3 separate regions of the Mus musculus genome follow, and all the other regions are linked to region 2. The links are chromatin contacts, called in public Hi-C and HiChIP or PLAC-seq maps. All regions are on one chromosome and are shown on one strand. Each heading gives the region's core, a stretch centred on a gene start, on an enhancer-like site or on the middle of the called end of the contact. The rest is flanking DNA. Distances are from core to core; before and after follow the strand shown. Region 1 overlaps Banp (BTG3 associated nuclear protein). Region 2 overlaps Zfpm1 (zinc finger protein, multitype 1). Region 3 overlaps Banp (BTG3 associated nuclear protein).

Region 1 (2,700 bases), core at 116-2,615, 350 kb after region 2:
GGCCACCTGCTACAGACAGCCTTGTCAAAAAGAACATTAACAACTGCCTGGTCTACACCCGCTTACTCTGGCTCTGTGGCCTATTCACAAATGGCCGGAACCCAGAGATTCCATGAGCTGTGCCTGCCTCTCCTAAGGGGCCAGTGGAAGAGGCTTTTAAATGCCCAACCCCGGCACCTTCCTGCTTCCTAAAAGCTCTGCAAATGGCTTAGGAAAACACTCTGGACCGACTATAAAACCCTGAACTCTGACCTCCTCCAAACAAGGACACCACTGCCCTCCTTCCTCGCTGTTTATCCAAATGCTCCTGTTGCCAGGATAAAAACATTTAAAATTCTGCTAACAGTGAAGGTTTCAATAGAAAAAAAAACTAGGGCAAGCAGCCCAAGAAAACTGGAACAGAGAGACATGCACGCAGTTGCCATTTTGGCAAATTAGCTTTGCCATTTCTCAGAAGGCCTGGGGAGAATCCAGTCCTAATGTAATAAAACAGCTGGACTAAGACTAATGTTCAATAAAGACTCCAACTGCAATTACCATTTAGAGTGCTGAAGCTTCCAGGGTGCACGTGGAAAAAGTGCAGTCCACCAAAGCCACAGCCCAAGCACTCAGCAGGGGTACAGCAAGGTGAGGGGTGGCCCCACCACGTGTTAACATGAAAGAATGATTTAATCATGCTACCCCAATACACCACAGAAAGGCACACCAGTTGGAAGTCCCAGGTCAGTGTGTAGGAACTGCACATGTATGTCTTCCTGTACCTATAAGCTGGCACGGCAGTACCTGGGGGTTGGGTAGAACACCTTAAACCTAAGCTGCCTCCCTCGGGGAGGCAGAGATCCCAGGATCTGAGTGGCGTACCTCCGCAGGACTTACTAATTAGTTATTGGTTGCTTAGTGTCTCTAGGTCAGAGTAGTTCCATGCAGAGTTAGCACAGGCATCAAATCCCAACAGTACCTCAAACATTTTCCCCAGCGCTGGTTGTTGAACCTAGAGGCTTAAGCCCCAGTCTAATTATCTAGTGAGGCCCTCTTTAACCCATCTCACCACAGCCCCCGCCCCATCCCCAGCCCCTCCCTGCACCTTGACTGAACTCCTCAGAACTCCTGGACTAGTGTGTGTGTCAGTCACACTACCTCCACTGGCCCTTACCAGGGCCCCACAGATGGCCTTGCTTTCCTGCCCCACCCCCAGGCCTCCCTCCAGGGTGCCAAGTGTTCCAGGGCACTCAGTGCTCCCTCCATTTGCTCCCTCCTTGCTGTTCCTGAGCCCCCTGAGTGTCAGTCTTTCCTACCAGGCTGCTCCAGCTCTAGGACCGTGGCTTCTCTCCAGCAGGGCTGGCCCTATACCACACACACTGTGCCTAGGCTTCCTGCAGGGCTATTCCCCAGGCCATTGTTCTTAGGTCTCTGCCTGCTCCCAATCAACTCCCTCCCTGCAGGGAGCCAGGGCAAGACCCACTGCTCAATGGGCACTGAAGGCCTGGTGCTCAGCTTCTTGTCACTCACACCCCTACCACACAGCACTCTTTCAGCACAGGTCCCTCCTTGTCCCAGGTACAGCTCACAGCCCTCCCCCGGCACCTCGCCCGTTGGCAGTGGCCCTTGTTCCCCAGCTGCTTGGGCCAAAGCTTGGGCCTGGGAGGTTTATTCTCTCCTACAGGTTCCGCCTCAGGCTCTGACTGCACCCAGGCATCACCTAACATCTGGATTCATGTGCAGTTTTCCAGGGTTTTTTCCGCCTTCTGCTCCAGAGCTCTCAACAGCAGCTCAAGAGCCACATCAGAGACAGACAAGATTTCTTGGGCTCATGCTGCAGTGGCTTGAAGAGTTTCTGTGTCCTCAGCAGGTAGACCAGCAGCATCCATCTTGGGCTCTCTTCCTTGCTCACTCACTGGACCTATCCAGTTATCCCACCTCCACCCCCAGCCTTGTCTCTTCCAGTCAGACGGCCCCTTCACCCTTTCCCACGTGTTTTCTGTTCCCACACAGGTTCTTCGCTGACACTAAATCATGTCTGAAGGACACCAGCACCCACCCCCCTGGTCTCGGGTCCTGCTTTATGGACAAGCACTTTCCTCTGGCTTACTATACTTCATAAAGATCTGCTTTGCTAAGCATCTGCCTCCCAGGCACTGCTGAAAGCTGAGAGCCTGTGAGCAACTGAACGGCCCTCTCCAAGGCATCCTGCAGCTGATACAGGGCCAATGTTCATGCCAGACACAGATACCAGTATGACATCAGCATTGCCACTGAGAACCCACTGGTAAGGTGAACCCGTTTACCCTAGGCTGGCCAGTGCTGACAGTACACTGTGTGGAAAAGTCACACCGTGCCTCATTAGTACATACAATTATGCCAGCCCCACAAAAATTAACATTATTACATTTCAATAAAAACCAAAACCAGGCAAGGTGGCACCACATCTGTAATCCCAGCCCTTGGGAAGTAGAGGCAGGCAGATCTCTGTGAATTCAAGGCCACTCTAGTCTACATGGAAAGTCCTAGGCAAGATAGGGCTACACTATGAGATTCTATCTCAAGCACACACACTAAATTAATTACAAACCATAGACTACGTCTTCACAGCACCTGTGCCTATGCTCTGGTCTCCAAGCCTGCACTGTATGCACTGAATAACTGCATAAACTCAGCTGCTCAGCTTGTGAGTGACAAACTGGCTGTCAATGCTGATTGCTC
Region 2 (2,700 bases), core at 127-2,626:
GGACACTGGAAGTTCAAACCCAAGCCTCTGACCTGGCTCTGTCCTTCCTTAAGTTCCCTGACGGGGAAAGGAAGAGGGATGACATTGTGAGGGGCTGGTAGGCATTCAGGAAAGGGGAGCACAAAGCAGGCTGGTCCTGACCTACATCCATGTCTCCTGCGGCAGCTCCCTGCTGGCCTGGAACTGGGCAGCCAGCGGTGGCTGGGCATTGGAGCTTGTCCCGGGGCACCTGTCCCACCTTCCCACAATCTACAAGTGACCTAGAATACATCGTGACCTGGGTTTGGGAGACTCTGCAGTTTGGTGGCTCTGTGAGTGTCAGTGGAGCATGTTGGTCAAGCCTGCTGGGCTCAGGGACTTCTTACAGCATCCTGTGGGGTCTGCATCTGTTAGAACGACTTCTGCTCTCTTCTGTAACTCTTTTTGCCCCAGGATCAGGTTTCTCTGTGTAACCCTGGCTGTCCTGGAACTCACTCTGTAGACCAGACTGGCCTCTAACTCAAAGATCCACCTGCCTTTGCCTGTCAAGTGCTGGGATTAAAGGCATGTGCCACCACTGCCCAGCTCTTGTAGAAAATTTTTAAGGTCAGAAGTGTCCTCTGGCTTCACTACAATGGCCATCCTCACCGATCTGCTGTCCACACTCCTGGCTTTCTGGATAAATTCCCAGAGCTCTGTCAAGTCTCTGCTTAGGCAGCAAAGGACTATGATAGGCCTTGGCTAGTGGTCCCCAAGTCACCCCATAGCACCAGATATGTGTAGAGGACACGGGGGCTTGGTGGCTTGAAGGACGAATCCAAGGCCTGTGGTGATTCCAGAGGACCCAGATAGCCCAGCTGGGGGCAGGGCCGGGTGGGCAGAGCCCCCATGAGACACAATAAGGTATGATAGCATCTCGCCTCATCTCAGGCCGCGCTGGGCCCTTGCGTGCAGGATATGACCAGCCCTCGAGCCGACGGCGGCCCCTTTGTCCCATCTCTGGGGACCGATCTTATCGGCTGCGTCCACCGCCTCCATAATGGAAAAAACGCAGCGAGGAAATCAAAAGTTACGCACAGAGATAGAGAGGTAATAAATAAATAAATAAATAAGGAGCCATTGTGGCTATGGGGAAGGGGTGCCTCTCAAAGAACAGCAATGTCACAGGGCTGGCAGGGGGTGGGTGGGGGTTGCTTCCTGGCTCCCATCTTGGGTCTCACAGGAGGGTCTCATAAATGCTGCTCACACAAGGGCAGTGCTACCCACAAGTAAGCAGAATTGCCTCAGTTTCCCTTGTGGGACAGCAAGAGAGAGGAGGGAGTATGTCCCAGTACCTGTATGTCTCAGTACCCGTGCGTCCCAGTACCCGTGCGACTCAGCACCGTGGCTGGACCCTGGACCTGTATGGATCCTAGCCGTGGGCACAGGGAAGTGCAAGTTTACCCACTTTGCCTGCTCCGCCTTACAGCAGTCACCCTGAGAAACGGAAGCTCTCTGGATGAGGAAATCACGGCTACCAGTCAAAATGAGAGGAATGGGGATAGAAGCCAGGGCCACCCCATCTTATTTCTACTAGGTACTCTGGTCATGGTAGAAATGGCTGGGGCAAATGTAACTCTAGCCAGGATGGGGCATGACAGCCAGAAAATAGCAAGTGAGGTGGCAGTCAGAGCTGGCTCTCACACCTGTGGTGATGTTGCTAGCAAGAACAATTTACCAGCAATGGCCACAGTTAGGGTACCTGTGGCCAGTAAGCCAGCGGCAGTGTTAAAGTCAGTCACACGCTGGGGCTCAGAGCAGCAGCACTGGTGACACAGGTGGCACCATTAACCACGGCCTCAGTGACAACAGCTGTTCCTCACCGAACACACAGCCCATGTCGACCTTATAACCAGGGAGGGGACAGGAGGGACACTGCTGGAAGACAATGGTTGTAGCTCCCCTGGCAAGGCTGGGACCTGCCTGGCTGATGTCGGGGCCGGCTGTGGGGCTGCTAGCTAGGCAGGAAGCTGGTGGGAGGGCGGAGAAGGAAGTGACTTGATTAGTGCCGCCACCGAGATAGCCTGCCCTGGCCACAGACAGCAAGTCCGGAAGGGGGTGAGGTCAGTGGGCCACACGTGGTGGGCAGCCAGGCCTGGGGCCCCTCTCGGGCTCCACCTGCACTTCCCACTGGATGTCCTGTTGTCTGTCCACTGCCTACAGTGTCTACTGAGAGCTCCTTGGGATGAGACTTTGTGGTAGGCAATGGACTCTCCCAAGAGGCCTGCTCAGTTCTCCCCAGAGCTGTCCATCTTGTCTGCCTCAGTTTCCACATCTGTAATGGGGTACCACAGTGCCTCCTGCTGCCTGGAGAGTATACTCTCGTGTCTTTTGAGAATTCGTCTGGGCTCTGTTTTTACCCACACAACAGCCAATGGGACCTGCTCCCAGAGCAGACCCATCTGTCACACCTGGTCTCCTACTTCTCCTGATGCTGTTACACCAGCTGTGCCTTTGGACCATTCATCAGGAGTCAGAAAGAACTCTGCGAGAGTCCTGGGCACTGGACCACATAGCTACATCCCCATGTCTTGGCCACTTTTCTGTCCCTTGGTGATTGGCTGCCATTGTAGCTGCTGCTCACTCAGATGAGGTCCTCAACCCCAAGATGTGTGGCAGGACACATAGCATGTGTCATGGGCCAGATGCTCACTGTATGAGAAGAAAGGAGGAGGGGGAGGC
Region 3 (2,700 bases), core at 121-2,620, 300 kb after region 2:
TCAGAGCAGAGCAGGGCAACAGATGCTGAGTTGCCCAACAGCTGGCTGACAGTAAAGGCTCCTGGTTTTAGATTAAGCTAGGCCCCTTGCAGAGGGAAAAGCCTGAACAGAGTACAATGATCCAGTCTTCTAAGAGTCACTGACAGAGCCCTTGGGTTTCTCCTTCACACTGACTTGTAGGCAAGGTCATCGTCTGTGCTCAGAACTACATTTCTCCAGGCCTGGTGCTCTGCTTCATCTGACCAAGCAGGTCAACGTGAAACAAAACCTAGAATTTTATATTTAGGAAAGAGCAAGCAAGAGCTCCTGTTTGGGGACGGCCATTGGTGGCAGACTTGGTTAGAGCCTTGGCTCTTCCAGACTCTTGACCTTTCATGGGTAGGCAGGGCAGCTTGGGCTCTCTCTTCCCCTGCATTTACCCAGAATACCTCCTGCTCTCTTTACTCAGCAGTTCTTGTGGATCTTATTGGGTCCCACATGCTTCTCTGCCAACCCTGCAGGCTAGCGAAGCCATGCTCTACAGACAGATGAACATTTCCCACACAGCATCTGAGTCCCCGGAGCTTCCTAGTCTCACTGCAAGAACCTGAGGTCAAACAGACAGGACAGTGTCTATGGAGGATCTTTGGCCCACGTGTACCTGGCTGTCTCCCCTGACCTACCCTGGGCCATCCACCAGGGTAACCCAAGGACAGGCAGTGGGAGGGGGGGGGGGTTCCTTGAACAGCAGAAGCAGCAGCTTCAGAAGGAAGGAAAGGACACAAACACCAGAACTGCTGCAATAGCAGAATGGCCCTGTCTCCAAGAATGAAAGGCTCCGTGGGACGAAGGCTCCAAGCTCAGCAGATGGGCCTGACTTAATGGCCATTCATCAAGCCATATGTCTTCATATGCCATCAATTGTTTCGTATGCCTATACACATGTCTTAAGACACATGTGGTCATAGATGTGCACATGCACACATCTGCATGTAAAGTCCATGCCTGTTCACAGTGACCTTGTCAGCAATGCCAAACCCCTAACATGCACCTCCACTCTGATGTCTCTGGCTGCCCAAGCAAGCTCTTAGCCTCAGGCCTCTGTGGGATTCAGCATAGACAGTGGCAGTCATTGTGGCAGCCTCTGTAAGCCTGGGCTTAGTGTGTGGCACAGGCTCTGTAAGGACCTATGGCAAGCAGGACGTGCCTGCTGTCCAGAGCTCTGACCTGACCCTTCTTTCAAGGTCCCTGGAAAACACTGGTCAGGCCACCCACATCTCCCGACAAGAAACACTTACAAACCTGGATCATTTCATTTCCAGCAGGCAGATCAAGTGTGTCTCCTCCCAGAGGCCAAAGCTGGGAGGGATTAGCCTGGGCCACTGAGTCACCGCTGACAGGAATGGGATTCTGGCACAGGCCCCACGACTGGAAGAGATCAGAATGGGGGCTATAGGCTCTGCAGGGACTTGTCAAGCCACAGATCCCACCTTGTGGGGAAGAGGTAGGAAAAGGAGAGGTGCTGATACACTGTGGCTGCCTGGTTTGCTATCTCCTGGTAACTCAGAAGCCAGGCCACATTTGGAAACCCCAAGTTAGGAGTTATGACATAACCAGTTCCCCAATCATGTTACATTTTTACAGGTTCCTCCATGATGAATTTAAAGTAGCTGCAGTTGCATTTAAGGAAACTCTTGCAATCACAGAACCAGTTTCCCAGAAAACTCTGCTGTGCTGATTGTAGCAAACAACACCCTCCCTGCTCAGCAGCGCTGTCCTACCAGCACTGCCAAGAAAACCACTTTCTATATGAAACGCGAAGCTGCTGAGACGTGAGGTGTTATACTGTAGGAAAACCTGAATTTGCAATATTAAGACAAAGGTGTAACTTGACCAACCAATCAATGAATGGAAGCAAGATTCCCAGCTGGAAAAAAGCTTAGAAAGTCATGGCTTTCAAAGACTAGAAGCTACCAGGCCTGGCTTACAAATTGTCTCCCAGTGAGGAGGCTGTGGGGCCTGGATCCTGGCTACGGGATCTGACCACATCTGGTTCAGCTGTAGGGAGGAGCTGGTGAGCCATCACCTTGGCTGGCTGCTGTGATGAAGAGATCAAGATACGTGTCAGGGTGCCATCATCATACTCACTAGGAGGGTACTTGCCAGGAAGGCCTGGCCGTCCCTCAAAGTGTCCAGTTCTAGCCATGCTTCTTGGGCCTGCCCCGTGGGCCTCTGGTCCACTCTCAGGAGTTGTCATACTAGTGACCATTCCTCCTCCAGCAACAGGGGAAGACAAACACCTGCTCTGCTGTGTGGGCCATTCCTGAGTCTGCCTCCAGCACCAGAAGGAGTTTCCGAGGCATTTAACAAAACAAGCACCTTTAAGCCACACATGATGGCTGATTATCCTAGCATTTGATAGGGAGAAGCAGAGTTGAAAGCCAGCCTTGGCTATTTAAGTGAGTTGGAGGCCAGCCAGAGCTACATGAGACAAGCTAAGTAAGGTGTCACTGGTAATGCTACTCTCAGGTGAGAGCTATGACAGCCACAAGGACACTGTAGGAAGACAGCTGGGAGCCAGAGATGGCAGGCAGGGCAGGGAGGAGGACACATGGCATCTAACCACACAGCCCACAAACAAGGCTCCAGAGACTCCAGCAACACTGGACCACTTGCTCTGTGACTGACAATTGCAGAGGAACCCAACAGGTATGTACTACA

The links. A called contact is a pair of places that touch in the nucleus more often than the background predicts. HiChIP or PLAC-seq counts read pairs in DNA pulled down with a chosen protein or histone mark.
Region 1: a contact with region 2 is called in an H3K27ac HiChIP or PLAC-seq map of the HPC-7 cell line, with 6 times the contacts expected there. The contact joins two enhancer-like sites. A contact is called at or near these places in 15 of 484 Hi-C or Micro-C datasets (the C10 cell line, the MC38 cell line, Sertoli cells and 9 more), 6 of 115 datasets of contacts at active chromatin or transcription factors (the HPC-7 cell line, differentiating embryonic stem cells, embryonic basal ganglia and 3 more) and 1 of 9 other capture datasets (adipose tissue).
Region 3: a Hi-C map of bone marrow-derived macrophages shows a contact between it and region 2, with 21 read pairs. The contact joins two enhancer-like sites. A contact is called at or near these places in 1 of 484 Hi-C or Micro-C datasets (bone marrow-derived macrophages), 5 of 115 datasets of contacts at active chromatin or transcription factors (bone marrow-derived macrophages, embryonic basal ganglia, embryonic forebrain and 2 more) and 1 of 9 other capture datasets (embryonic stem cells).

Annotation. Positions count from the first base shown.
Region 1 is chr8:121,965,791-121,968,490 of GRCm38.p6, reverse strand. All of the region lies in intron 1 of Banp (BTG3 associated nuclear protein), which reads right to left. Among named protein-coding and RNA genes, the nearest start is that of Mir7237, 11 kb to the left of the region's middle. Within about 2 kb of position 1,365, at least 100 of the 459 cell types and tissues checked have an H3K27ac peak or open chromatin away from gene starts, as enhancers often do. A contact at or near this core is called in the HPC-7 cell line, where this site is marked.
Region 2 is chr8:122,314,432-122,317,131 of GRCm38.p6, reverse strand. The region is part of intron 3 of Zfpm1 (zinc finger protein, multitype 1); the gene reads right to left. Among named protein-coding and RNA genes, the nearest start is that of Gm46056, 29 kb to the left of the region's middle. RefSeq lists an enhancer at 1,938-2,194. Within about 2 kb of position 1,376, at least 55 of the 459 cell types and tissues checked have an H3K27ac peak or open chromatin away from gene starts, as enhancers often do. A contact at or near this core is called in the HPC-7 cell line and bone marrow-derived macrophages, where this site is marked.
Region 3 is chr8:122,019,226-122,021,925 of GRCm38.p6, reverse strand. Banp (BTG3 associated nuclear protein) reads right to left here. Exons shown (of 14, transcript NM_016812.4): 12 at 1,282-1,407. Among named protein-coding and RNA genes, the nearest start is that of Mir7237, 43 kb to the right of the region's middle. Within about 2 kb of position 1,370, at least 65 of the 459 cell types and tissues checked have an H3K27ac peak or open chromatin away from gene starts, as enhancers often do. A contact at or near this core is called in bone marrow-derived macrophages, where this site is marked.